Regions from separate parts of the Mus musculus genome. Here region 1 is linked to region 2. Evidence: chromatin contacts called from public HiChIP or PLAC-seq data. All regions are on one chromosome and are shown on one strand. The core of a region is the stretch at or near the end of the contact, and the rest is flanking DNA. Distances in the headings are between cores, read along the strand shown. Region 1 overlaps Gm41955 (a long non-coding RNA gene). Region 2 holds the start of Ptpn7 (protein tyrosine phosphatase, non-receptor type 7).

Region 1 (5,433 bases), core at 2,701-5,200, 63 kb after region 2:
AAAATAAAACACACAGAGAGACTCACACACACACACCTACCTCTCCCTCTCCCTCTTTGTGTGACTGTTCCAGCAGAGGTCAGACAACCTCAGAAACGGGTTCTCACCTTCCACTTTATCTGAGACTCCTTCACCGCCATGGTGTGACATGTAGCAGGCATAGAACGCGTCTGAGGAGTCTCCTGTCCGCACAGCTCAGATGGCTGAGAGCAGAGACCACAGGTAGATGTGCTGCTGCATCTGGCTCCAGGAAGCTGCTGGAGATCTGATCTCATGCTTACATAGAAAGATCTTGGCCACTCAAGATATTTCAATGGGGGGTGGGGGGGTGGGGGAAGAAAAGTCTGGGAAGTTGGATAGCCCTGGTAGGTTGGGAAGTTGGGGAGCACTGGCAGGCTGGGTTGGCTGAGAGGATGCTCAGGCCAGCAAACCTGTGGCAATGGCTAAGCTCCTCTTCCTGGGTTCAAGTCTCAGCAGGCACATGAAGGCTCACAACTCCCAGGAACTTCATTTCCAGGGGATCCAATATCTTCTTGTGGCTTTTGTGGACACCAGGCAAAACACTCATACACATAAAATAAAAGTAAATAATTTTAAAAAGAAGGTTAAAGAACAATCCAAGAAGTGTCTTGAAATCAACCTTGGCCTCTACACACACATGAGTACACATGCACACATACATATGTTCATACACATGTGAACATGCACACATACACACACATACCATGCACACAAATGCATTATCTATAAAACCTCAGCGTTTGGGAGATGGCCTCAGGATGATCAATAATTCAAGGTTATCCTCAGCTCCACAGCAAGTTCAGACCGACTAATGTTAGACTGAGTCTTGAGAGACCCTGCCTCAAAAAAATTGAAACATCCAGGTGTGGAGTACACCTTAAGCCTAATACTCAGGAGGTAGAGGCAGGCAGATCTCTGAATTTGAGGTCAGCTTGGTCTGCAGGGGGAATTCCAGGACAGCCAGAGCTACCCTGTCTCAAGAAACAAAAATTTTAAAAATCAAAACCACAGCCGGGCAGTGGTGGCACACGCCTTTAATCCCAGCACTTGGGAGGCAGAGGCAGGCAGATCTCTGAGTTCGAGGCCAGCCTGGTCTACAAAGTGAGTTCCAGGACAGCCAGGGCTACACAGAGAAACCCTGTCTCGAAAAACCAAAAAAACAAAACAAAACAAAACAAAACCACATTAAAAAATCAAAAGAACATAAGAATTGTCTTTCTTGCTATTTTAGATGTAAATTAAAATAAGTGCACTTATCTGGAGGTATGTATGGCCCAAGGAATGCTTTCAGTAAATAGCAGCTGTTACTGGTTTACTGTTATTGTAATTAGATCTCCTACAGGATGGGCAGGGAGACTTTGATGCAGAGATAATAAAGTCAGGACCTGGGTTGAGAAACCTCAGGTTACAGCCCAAGTCCTCCAGCTTCTCCTTCACCCTCGCAGCCTCTGCAACTTACTCTGGGCTTACAGCTCCCTGAGTGCTCAACTTCCCTCAAATTAGGGCGCAGAAAATAGAGGCATCTATCTCAAAGACAGGAAGCAAAGACTGCTGGAGTCCAGTTGCTGAGGGTAGTCCTAAGGTTTTGGCCCACTGAACTCCCTGCCTGTAGGGATAACTGTAAGCTGGAACACTGACTACATGGCCAGCAGAAATGGAACAGGAAGCCCTGAACTGGCCAGCACCAGGGTGATAAGCTGAAGGGTGCTTGCCCACAAGAACCAAGGTCGGCTATGGCCTGTGTGTGGCACTTCTCCTGCTCTTCCCTCCTACTCTCCTATTGCTGGTCCTTTTGCCTTGCCCAGAAAGCGTATTCCTGGAATTCTGTGCTACCCCACCTCTCCATCCTTCATGATGGTCTTCTTAGATCACCTTTCTACCTTTCTGAGAGCTCTCTGAAAAGGGATGTAACAAAGTGTAGAACACTGGAGCTGGGTTCTGAGGTACACACCTGAAATCAAAACACTTGGAAGACTGAGGCAGGAAGATCACACATTTAAGGCCAGCTGGGCAAACAGTAAATACATTTGTTCAGTGTTGGACTCTGGGTGTAGCTCAGTCGATCGAGCTCTGGCTTCTGTTTCCAAAACCACACAAGACTGGGCAGGGTGGCTCAGGCCTGTAATCTCAGCGCCATTCCAGTACTGGGGAGGTAGAGGCAGGAGGATCAGAGGTTCAAGGCCAGCCTGGGATAAGTGAAACTGTAGCCTCCCCCAGCCTGAAGCGGGCTGGTACAAACCTTGTTACTGAGGTGGGCCCACCTGCGGTGCAGCTTTCTGACTTGGCTGGCTTCTTTTGAAGTGACAACTGCCCTGAGATTCTGCCACCTGCCAAGAGTCTGAACCTGTCTTCCTGAGAGATTCCTGAATAAACTGCCAGCCTGGCAGCCTGGAATGACTCCAGGCACCAAGAGTGGAACTGGCGACTTACTGCTAACGGCTCTGGCGGACTAGTGCTAACAATGTGGCAACAAAACATCAAGAAGCCTGGCATGGCAGGGGATGGGCTTCCCCCCTTTATAAGCACAGACTGCTAGTAAACATTGAGCCTTGAACAGGGAATCATCTTGGCTCCATTATTTCTCTGGATCTTTCAGCCCCAGCCTGCCTCCCAGGTGTACCCAGTCCTTGTAAGCGGCAGGCCGGCTTGCTACATGAAATAATTTATCAAAAACGTTTAAAGCCGGGCGTGGTGGCACATGCCTTTAATCCCAGCACCTGGGAGGCAGAGGCAAGTGGATTTCTGATTTCGAGGCCAGCCTAGTCTACAAAGTGAGTTCCAGGACAGCCTGGGCTATACAGAGAAACCCTGTCTCAAAAAACAAAACAAAACAAAACAAAACAAAACAAAACAAAAAAAAAAAAAAAAGCCGGGCGTGGTGGCGCACGCCTCTTTAATCCCAGCACTCGGGAAGCAAAGGCAGGCGGATTTCTGAGTTCGAGGCCAGCCTGGTCTACAAAGTGAATTTAAAAACTGTTTAAAATTTTTTAAGGCCAGATGAAGTGGTATTTGTCTTGAACACCATCACTGCAGAGGCAGAAGCAGTTGGATCTCTAAGAGTTGGAGCCAGACTGGTCTACACAGCTAGCCAGGGTTACATGGTGAGACCTTGTTTCAAAATTATAACAACAACAATAACAATAATGTATATACACAAGTAATACACACATTTCATATGTGTACATGTACACACGTGAGCACACACAGTTCTCTATTCCCTTTTTTTTTTTTTTTTGATTTTGGTTTTTCCAGACAGGGTTTCTCTGTGCAGCCCTGGATATCCTGGAACTCACTCTGTAGACCAGGCTGGCCTCGAACTCAGAAATCTGCCTGCCTCTGCCTCCCAAGTGCTGGGATTAAAGGCTCTATTCCCTTTCGTGCCTATCTTTCTCCATTGACTGCTTTTTTTTCCTTATCTCTCATCCCCTCCTTCCCAGTGATGGCTTCCACCTAATCCTTCAGTCAAGTCAGGAGAGACCTGAGTTTCTCCCTTGATGCGGGCAGATGAATGAGATGCCCGCTCAACCCAAGAGGCTGCTGCCAAGTGGTACAGCAGAGCTGGCCCTGCCACTTTGTCCCTTCCCGGTCAGTCTGGTTGTGGACATCTGTTTCTTTAACTGCCGATTTGTTGTGGTGGTTAATTAGCACTTATCTGGATGTCAGGCCCCTGAGGGGACACCCTGGAGCAGTCCTTATAACAGTCATCTCCTTCAGCTGGGCTTACAGTCTGAGAAAAAGAGACCAATCCTTCAGTCTTAATGTCCCCCAGCCCTGGCCTTCACCTGCGGGGCCTGGGTACCAGCCCCTTGTGCCTCTTAAGCCCTCTTGCAAGCCAGGAGCGCAAGCAGCCTGCTGCAGCTGGCCTGAACAGGACTGGACTGGGAACATCTCCAACCCCCCAGAATGGCCCAGTGTCAGTTTCAGGCCCTCATGGGGCAGGAGGAGGCTGAGGGTGGGGCTGCCAAAGTCAACAAAGCCTGTTTCCATGCGCAAGGACCTGTTTGGCACCTGCGATCCTGTTTTCCAGCCCATGAGCCTTCTCCCTGGGGTCAGCTGGAGGTCCCCTCCCTCTCGTCCCCAACTCCAAAGCTTCTCCTTCTTCATCATGAGGTCTGCTCAACTGTCCTACAGACCCAGAGACCTGTGACACACTCCAGCGTGAGCCCCATTGCCTCTAGAGCAGTGGCTCTCAGCCTTCCTAATGCTGGGGCCCTTTAATACAGTTCCTCATGTTGTGGTGAGCCCAACCATAAGCTTATTTTTGTTGCTATTTCATAACTAATTTTGCTACTGTTATGAATTATAATGTAAATCTGTGTTGTCCCAGGTCTTAGGCGACTCTTGGGAAAGGGTTGTTCAACCCCCAAAGGAGTCATGACTTCTACATTCTTGTACCAAACATCTCTCATAGTCTACAGATCAGACCCACAGTCTAGGGCTATTTGCATGAGCTTATTTATTTGTTTTTAATTCTTTTAAGATTTGCTTATTTTATGTGTGTGAGCGTTTTGGCTGCATGTGTATGTGCCTGTGTATAGTTCTAAGCTGCAACCGGGTGGATACCGGGGACTGACCAAGTCCTCAGCAAGAATGACAAGGGTTCCTAACTGCTGAGCCATCTCACCAGCCCCCATTTACATGACTTGATCTTCATCTCCTACGCTAGCATGGCCATAGCTTCTGTCCAGCTAAAGAACTCTATTTTATCTGAGGAACTTCTCCAAAGACCAATCGTCAATGGAGGCATCCAGGTCTTACTATGTAGCTGTAGCTGGCTTGGAACTCATTATGTAGATCTGGCTGGCCTCAAACTCTCTGAGGTCTCCCTGACTCTCCCCTCTCAAATGAATGCTGGGCTTAAAAGCATGTACCCTAGGCCTGGCTTTTCCTACCAGTTATTGAATCTCTGGCAGTTTTGGTTTTGGTTTTGGTTTGTCTTGTTTTTTGAGATAAGGTTTCTCAGTGAGGACGTGGCTGTCCTGGAATTCACTCTGTAGACCAGGCTGGACTTGAAGTGAGAGATCTACCCTCTTGCCTCTGCCTCCTGAGGGCTGAGATTAAAGGCAAGGCGGGAATCACTGGTGTTTTGATCTGTTACTTAGTGATTTATACCTGGTCTCATTCTTCAAAGCCCCCTCCCTCCCTCTCAATGAAAGGCCTTTTTATATTTATTTATTTTTTGCATGTGACTTTTCCCCTAGACTAAGAATTTAAGTCTTCATGCATATTAGACAAATTCTCTACTACTGAGCCCCAACCCTTAATTATTCTTCCTTATTTTTAATTAAAAAATACTTATATGTGCTGGGCGCGGTGGCGCACGCCTTTAATCCCAGCACTCGGGAGGCAGAGGCAGGCAGATTTCTGAGTTCGAGGCCAGCCTGGTCTACAGAGTGAGTTCCAGGACAGCCA
Region 2 (5,438 bases), core at 1,724-4,223:
AGGGGTATGGGAAAGTCCGAACACCTGCGGGCACCAAAAAGATAGCAGGAGGAAAACTGGGTCAGGAAGGGGCACCTGGGACAGCTGTCACGGAGGTACAGCCTGGGGCACGCTGGGGTGCCTCGGCCTTTGTGCCACGGCTTCACCCTGCCTCCTTGGGTGTCTTCCTGGCTCCTCCTTGGTGAACTCTGTCTCCCCCACACTACCAAGGACAAGCCTAGGCTTGCAGGGATGAGAAGGAAGAGCTGCCTCAGTATTTGAGGGGGATGGAGGCAGTCAGGAACAGCCACCTCCCATCCTGGGACTTCTCATCCTGTCTGTATCCACCCAGAGCATCCCAGAATGTTACAGGGTGACAGCTTTAGCCTTTGGGGACTGGCAGCTATCTGGTTCCCCAAGAGCTGCAGTGCACAAGGACTTCTGGGAACTTCAGCAGCACTAGCTATGGGAGTTGTGGCTCCTGGCCCCTGGGATGGAAGTGGAGAGAAGAAGCCCGGTATCAAGGGGAGAGAGGCAGGGAGGGAGAAATCTTAGGCTAGCCATAGGACCACAGGTGAGGCTCCAGGTGGGAGTCTTGCTCCTCTCCACCCCTGGCCAGGGTCTAGGCATGACCGCCATTCTCTGCGCATTTTGAAATGAGGAACTTTGCCCATGCCGGGCTGCTGGGAGTGACTCCTAGACTCTCTCCACTGCCTGAGTGGAACTTCCCAAAAAAAAAAAAAAAAAAAAAAAAAAGATGATGGCTGACTGGAAAAAGGAAGGGGAAGAAGGAAGAGCCTAGACAGACAGACAGACAGACTCAGCCTCCCTTCCACTTCCACCACCAGGTGAGGCTCCCTAGCTCTCAGTTCCAGACTTTCCAAGTGCTGGGGCTGTGGACAAAGTACTTCACAGGGCTCTGTCTTCCTGACAAGAAGGGAGGGAGGGAGGGAGGGAGGGAGGGAGGGAGGGAGGGAGGGAGGGAGGGAGGGAGGGAGGGAGGGAGGGAGGGAGGGAGGGAGGGAGGGAGGGAGGGAGGGAAGGAGGAGGCTGGTGGGGAACCTGAGACTCAGGGAACTTGGCCAAGGTCACATGACCACTAAGTGTCTGCTTGCTCACTAGGCTTCCAAACAGGACTTTACATTCTCTAAAGTGGACAGTACTGGATCCTAATTCCCAGTCAGAAAGACCAATCCCCCCAACCCACCGCCCCCCAGGGATGGGAAGAACAGATAGAAGAGGCAGGAAAGTGAGAAGCCATCTAGAGACCTGGACAGAGCCTCAGAGTCTTGTTTCCTGCCTTGATTGACCCTTTTGCCCCACCAACTTCCTTCCCCATCTCCCAGCCTCCTTTGCTCTTTACCCAAGAGCTCATCTTCCAACTTCTAGAACCCCACCGGGTCCTCACTGTGAGGGTCAAGAGGTGTGCTCACAGCCAGCAGGCTAACACTGTGAACTGAGGATGCTAGGCAGACCGGTGGGGGAGGGCTTTGCCTACTTCCTTCTCCCCGCCCCTGTGGTATCCTCACTTCCTTTTCTTGATCCTAATCAACAGCTGGCCCCAGGGCGGGTGGCTCTCTTTCCACTCTGCTCCCACTCCCTCCACTATCTGCCAGGGCAGACGCTCCTGTGGGGAGGTCCAGGCAGAGCCCAGTCTCCCTGTCCCTGTGCTCGGGTGTGCAGGGATTCCCAGGCTCCTGCTGCTGTCATCTCATCCTGGCATCAGGGCCAACCACTTCCCAACTCCACTGAGCTTCCCCCTCAGGAAATCCCACCTAGTCCTCTCAGGAGAGCAGGCACAGAGAAAAGGGAGCCAGAACCAACCAACCAGCCATGGAGAGGCTGGGAGAACCACCCTCTGACTTACAGCCAAGAACAAAGACAGGTGCCCCAAGCCCTAGGACTTCAAAGGCTCTTCCTGGTCCTCCCCTCCTCCCCGTGGGCCAGAGAAGGGCAGCCCCTCCCCCCCCCTCAGGTGCCATCCCTGTGCTTACTGCACAGCAGCTCTTTTTCGGTGTCACCCGTTTGACAGTTGAATCGGAGAAGTGGGAGGAAGAGAGAGAGGATGTGGAATTCAAGCAGTGGGGCCCAGGAACGCTTTGGGGAACATTACAGAGTGAAGGAGTCTTGCAAGCAAGCATGAACCACGAACCAGTTGGGCTGAGGGCCAGCGAATGGCCTAGCAAAGCCAGGCGGGGGTAGGGGGTGTGTGGAGTTCTAGACTTGGGGACTGCTCCCTTTCCACACCCCAAGCATCCAAGTGGCCCCCTGGTGAAGAGGACCTGGGAAGTCTCTGATGTGAGGGTCACAGCCTTCACCTATCTGTAAGTCTTCAGAGGAGATACAGGGTTCTAAGACACTCCCAGAGGGGTAGTCTGAGGGGCTGCTATGGAAGCCACCCCAGAGTCCTCTCCAGTTAAGCTCTGATACTTGTTCTCTGGTGACAAGCCTATGTCTGCAGGCTGAGGGGCCAGGGAGTTGGAAAGAAGCTTTCCTGCCTAGCCCTGGCCTCTCCTTCCTGTACAGAGCAAGGACTCCTGCCTCCTCTTCCCTGCCACCCCCTATGGCACCTCTGTGACACATCTGCTCTGTTTGGGGGTCTGGGTTTGGCCCTGAATTCCCAGGCTTTGAAGCAACAAAGCTTACAGGGGCAGAAGCTGAGAAGTGGAAATAAGTCTCTAGCCAAGGTCACAACCAGAAGAGCAGCAGAAGGTTCCCCATGGCTATCAAGGAAGAGGTGGGGGTGGGGGACAGCACTTGATGAGGACCCAGAGGAGGAGGCCCGAGGTGGTCAGGGAAGGCCTCATCTCTCGCCGCTTCCCAGAGCCTTGGCATCCAGTGAGGGTGGCGGGACAGCAGCCGCTTGCTCTTAGAGGGCACAGGAAGGATGCACCCGACCCCTGGTGGCAGCTTGTGGCAGGCACAGAAGGGCAGCCCGCAGTTGGGTGTGCGTGGGTGGAAGCCAGGAGGGGCGGAGGGAGGAAGCTGGCTTCCTGAAACCTCTCAGTCCTCAAAGATAGACGGACTGACAGACAGCTGGCAAGAGGCAGCCTGGGGGACATAGCTTCTTCAGTAAGTACTTGAAGTGAGTACAGACATCCTATGGCCCTGGGGTGGGATGGGGGGCTCCAAGGATGGGTTGAAGAAGCATTGAGTTTGGGGCTCCCATGCCTGGCCAGGGCATGAGAAGTGACATATCTGGTGTCCCTGTGACTGGAGGGCTAAGAAGCCACACAGAGTGCCAGGAGAGGAGAGGCTAAAGGCCCCTTCCTGTTGTGGGCAAGTACTGTCCCAGCCACACCTGCATGGGCCCACACTGCTCCCAAAGCTCTGTCCCCATGGGTTAGCGACTCTAACCCCACCACCACGTCACCCATGCCTTAGCTCTGAGAGACAGGGGCTGCCCCCAAAAGGTGATGCCCTCATCACCTCTATGCCCCCTCTCTCTTGTACCCCCAGCTGTAGCCTCACCATGCGCTGGCGCTCTAGGGTTTGATGAGGCCATTTCCTGTGACGGTTGCAGAGGCGGGAGACTGGGGGATGGGAAGGAGGAGGGAGGAAACACCCCTGGGCTACCGCCCTAGACAGAGACCCCAGGAGCCACAACTGATCTTGGAGTGGAACTGCCGACAATGAGAAGACCCTTCTAGAAGTTGGAGCGTGCCTGGATCCCTGACTGGATCCAGTGCTTCTCAAGGCCTCCATTTCTCATTATAGAGAAGCCTGCTAGCTGGCTAGACTCAGAGAGCTGTATGCTTTCTCCCTTTCCTTCTGTGTGGTTAGCAGGCTGTTGGCCTCATGCAGACCCCAGCTTAGAGCCCTGTGGACTTGGGTATCCTCTCTCTTCCTCCTTCTGGATTCCTTCCTATCTTCCCCATACCTGTATTCTCTCTAGTACCTTCCTTCTACTCTAACCCCTAACTGTCCTCTATCCTGCATCCCAACAGAGAGCTGTTGGGCCGCTTGCTTGAGGGAATAGCTGGCTGGCCTGGACTAGAAGCCTTCTTCTAGCTAATGAGGCCTTCGCGGGACCTTGTCTTTCAGGCATGCCTCATGGCTGAATGAGCCTCCCTTGGGCCCAGCAACCTACCCCAGCATGGTCCAGGCCTGTGAGGGGCGCTCCAGAGCACAGCTGCCGACCTTGTCTTTGGGGGCAGACATGACTCAGCCTCCACCCACCAAAGCTCCAGCCAAGAAGCATGTGCGGCTGCAGGAGAGGTGAGATCTTTCACAGGGAGGATCTTCCTAGGCCTGGATCACCGTCCCTTCCCTTCCTTCTTTCCTGTCCAGTTCTAACAACTGAATCCACAAGGCCTGGAAAAACCAAACCAAATAATGCTCATTTGAAGGTTGCTCGCCCATTCCTTGTATGGCAGAGGCACCAAGTTTCTCGTCATCCCTGGTCTGTCTGCTCTCTAAGTTTCAAGTTGTGATGAACAGTCTCTGGGACAAAGCTAGGGGCCTCTGTGGAGTTGGGTGTGCATTGGAGCCTCTGTGTTGGCTTGAGAGTAGGAGAGAGAGACAGCAGGAAGGAGCAGAAGAGCTGCAGGCTGCTCTGTTCTTATCTGATAAAGGAAAAGGGGAACGCAGTAGGGGCCTGACCCTTGAGTGCCCTGGGCCTCTAGGTCAAGACAAAGACTCAGCAGATCCTCCCCAGACAGAGCCCACAAGGAGCTTGAAAGCGAGGCAGATGCTCTGAGATGCTCACTGGGCAATGGTTGGCTGTGCTTGCAGAAGGGGCTCCAGTGTGGCTCTGATGCTGGATGTACAGTCTCTGGGCACGGTTGAACCCATCTGCTCAGTGAACACACCCCGGGAAGTCACCCTACACTTCCTGCGCACGGCTGGACACCCCCTTACACGCTGGACGCTACAGCACCAACCTCCCAGCCCCAAGCAGCTAGAGGAGGAATTCTTGGTAAGGAATCCTGGGGTCCTCTCCACATCACTTTACACTTCCATATCAGACCATCCTGGATTCCTTGGGCCTCTCTTCTCCTTGGGGTGTAGGAGAGAGGTTGTCCCCATCCTTGCTCTTCCTCTCTGTGTGCAGAGGATGGAATGGAAGAAAAGGAGGCTGGGAAGTGGGGGAACAGAGATTAACTCATTTATCCTCCCCCAACAGAAGATTCCCTCAAACTTTGTCAACCCTGAAGACCTGGATATCCCTGGCCACGCCTCCAAAGACCGCTACAAGACCATCTTGCCAAGTAAGGAGCACGGTGGGACTGAGGGGGTTGGTGTCCCTGAGGGTGAAGAACTCAAGAAGGCAAGATATACATATGGCCTGGGAGCCAGGCATAATGATGTATGACTATAATAATCCTCGCTCTTGGAGGTTGGGGTAGAGGATCAGGAATTAAAGGCCGGTTTCAGCTATATAGCAAGTTCTAGGCTAGCTTGGTTTATATGAGACCTTCACAAAAACAAGCAACAATAACAAAAAGCAGCTCTCCAAA

Evidence for each region. HiChIP or PLAC-seq counts read pairs in DNA pulled down with a chosen protein or histone mark.
Region 1: a contact with region 2 is called in an H3K27ac HiChIP or PLAC-seq map of embryonic stem cells, with 10 read pairs. The contact joins the enhancer-like site here to the promoter of Ptpn7 in region 2. A contact is called at or near these places in 1 of 39 promoter capture datasets (liver), 1 of 484 Hi-C or Micro-C datasets (the G1E-ER4 cell line) and 5 of 115 datasets of contacts at active chromatin or transcription factors (embryonic stem cells, extraembryonic endoderm stem cells and pancreatic cancer cells).

The regions. Positions count from the first base shown.
Region 1 is chr1:135,192,166-135,197,598 of GRCm38.p6, forward strand. Gm41955 (a long non-coding RNA gene) reads right to left here. Exons shown (of 3, transcript XR_001779868.1): 2 at 108-563. Among named protein-coding and RNA genes, the nearest start is that of Gm41955, 7.2 kb to the right of the region's middle. Within about 2 kb of position 3,951, at least 27 of the 459 cell types and tissues checked have an H3K27ac peak or open chromatin away from gene starts, as enhancers often do. A contact at or near this core is called in embryonic stem cells, where this site is marked.
Region 2 is chr1:135,129,727-135,135,164 of GRCm38.p6, forward strand. Ptpn7 (protein tyrosine phosphatase, non-receptor type 7) reads left to right here and starts at 2,974. Exons shown (of 10, transcript NM_177081.4): 1 at 2,974-3,064; 2 at 4,024-4,197; 3 at 4,714-4,897; 4 at 5,105-5,189. The coding sequence starts at 4,076. It also overlaps the pseudogene Ptprv.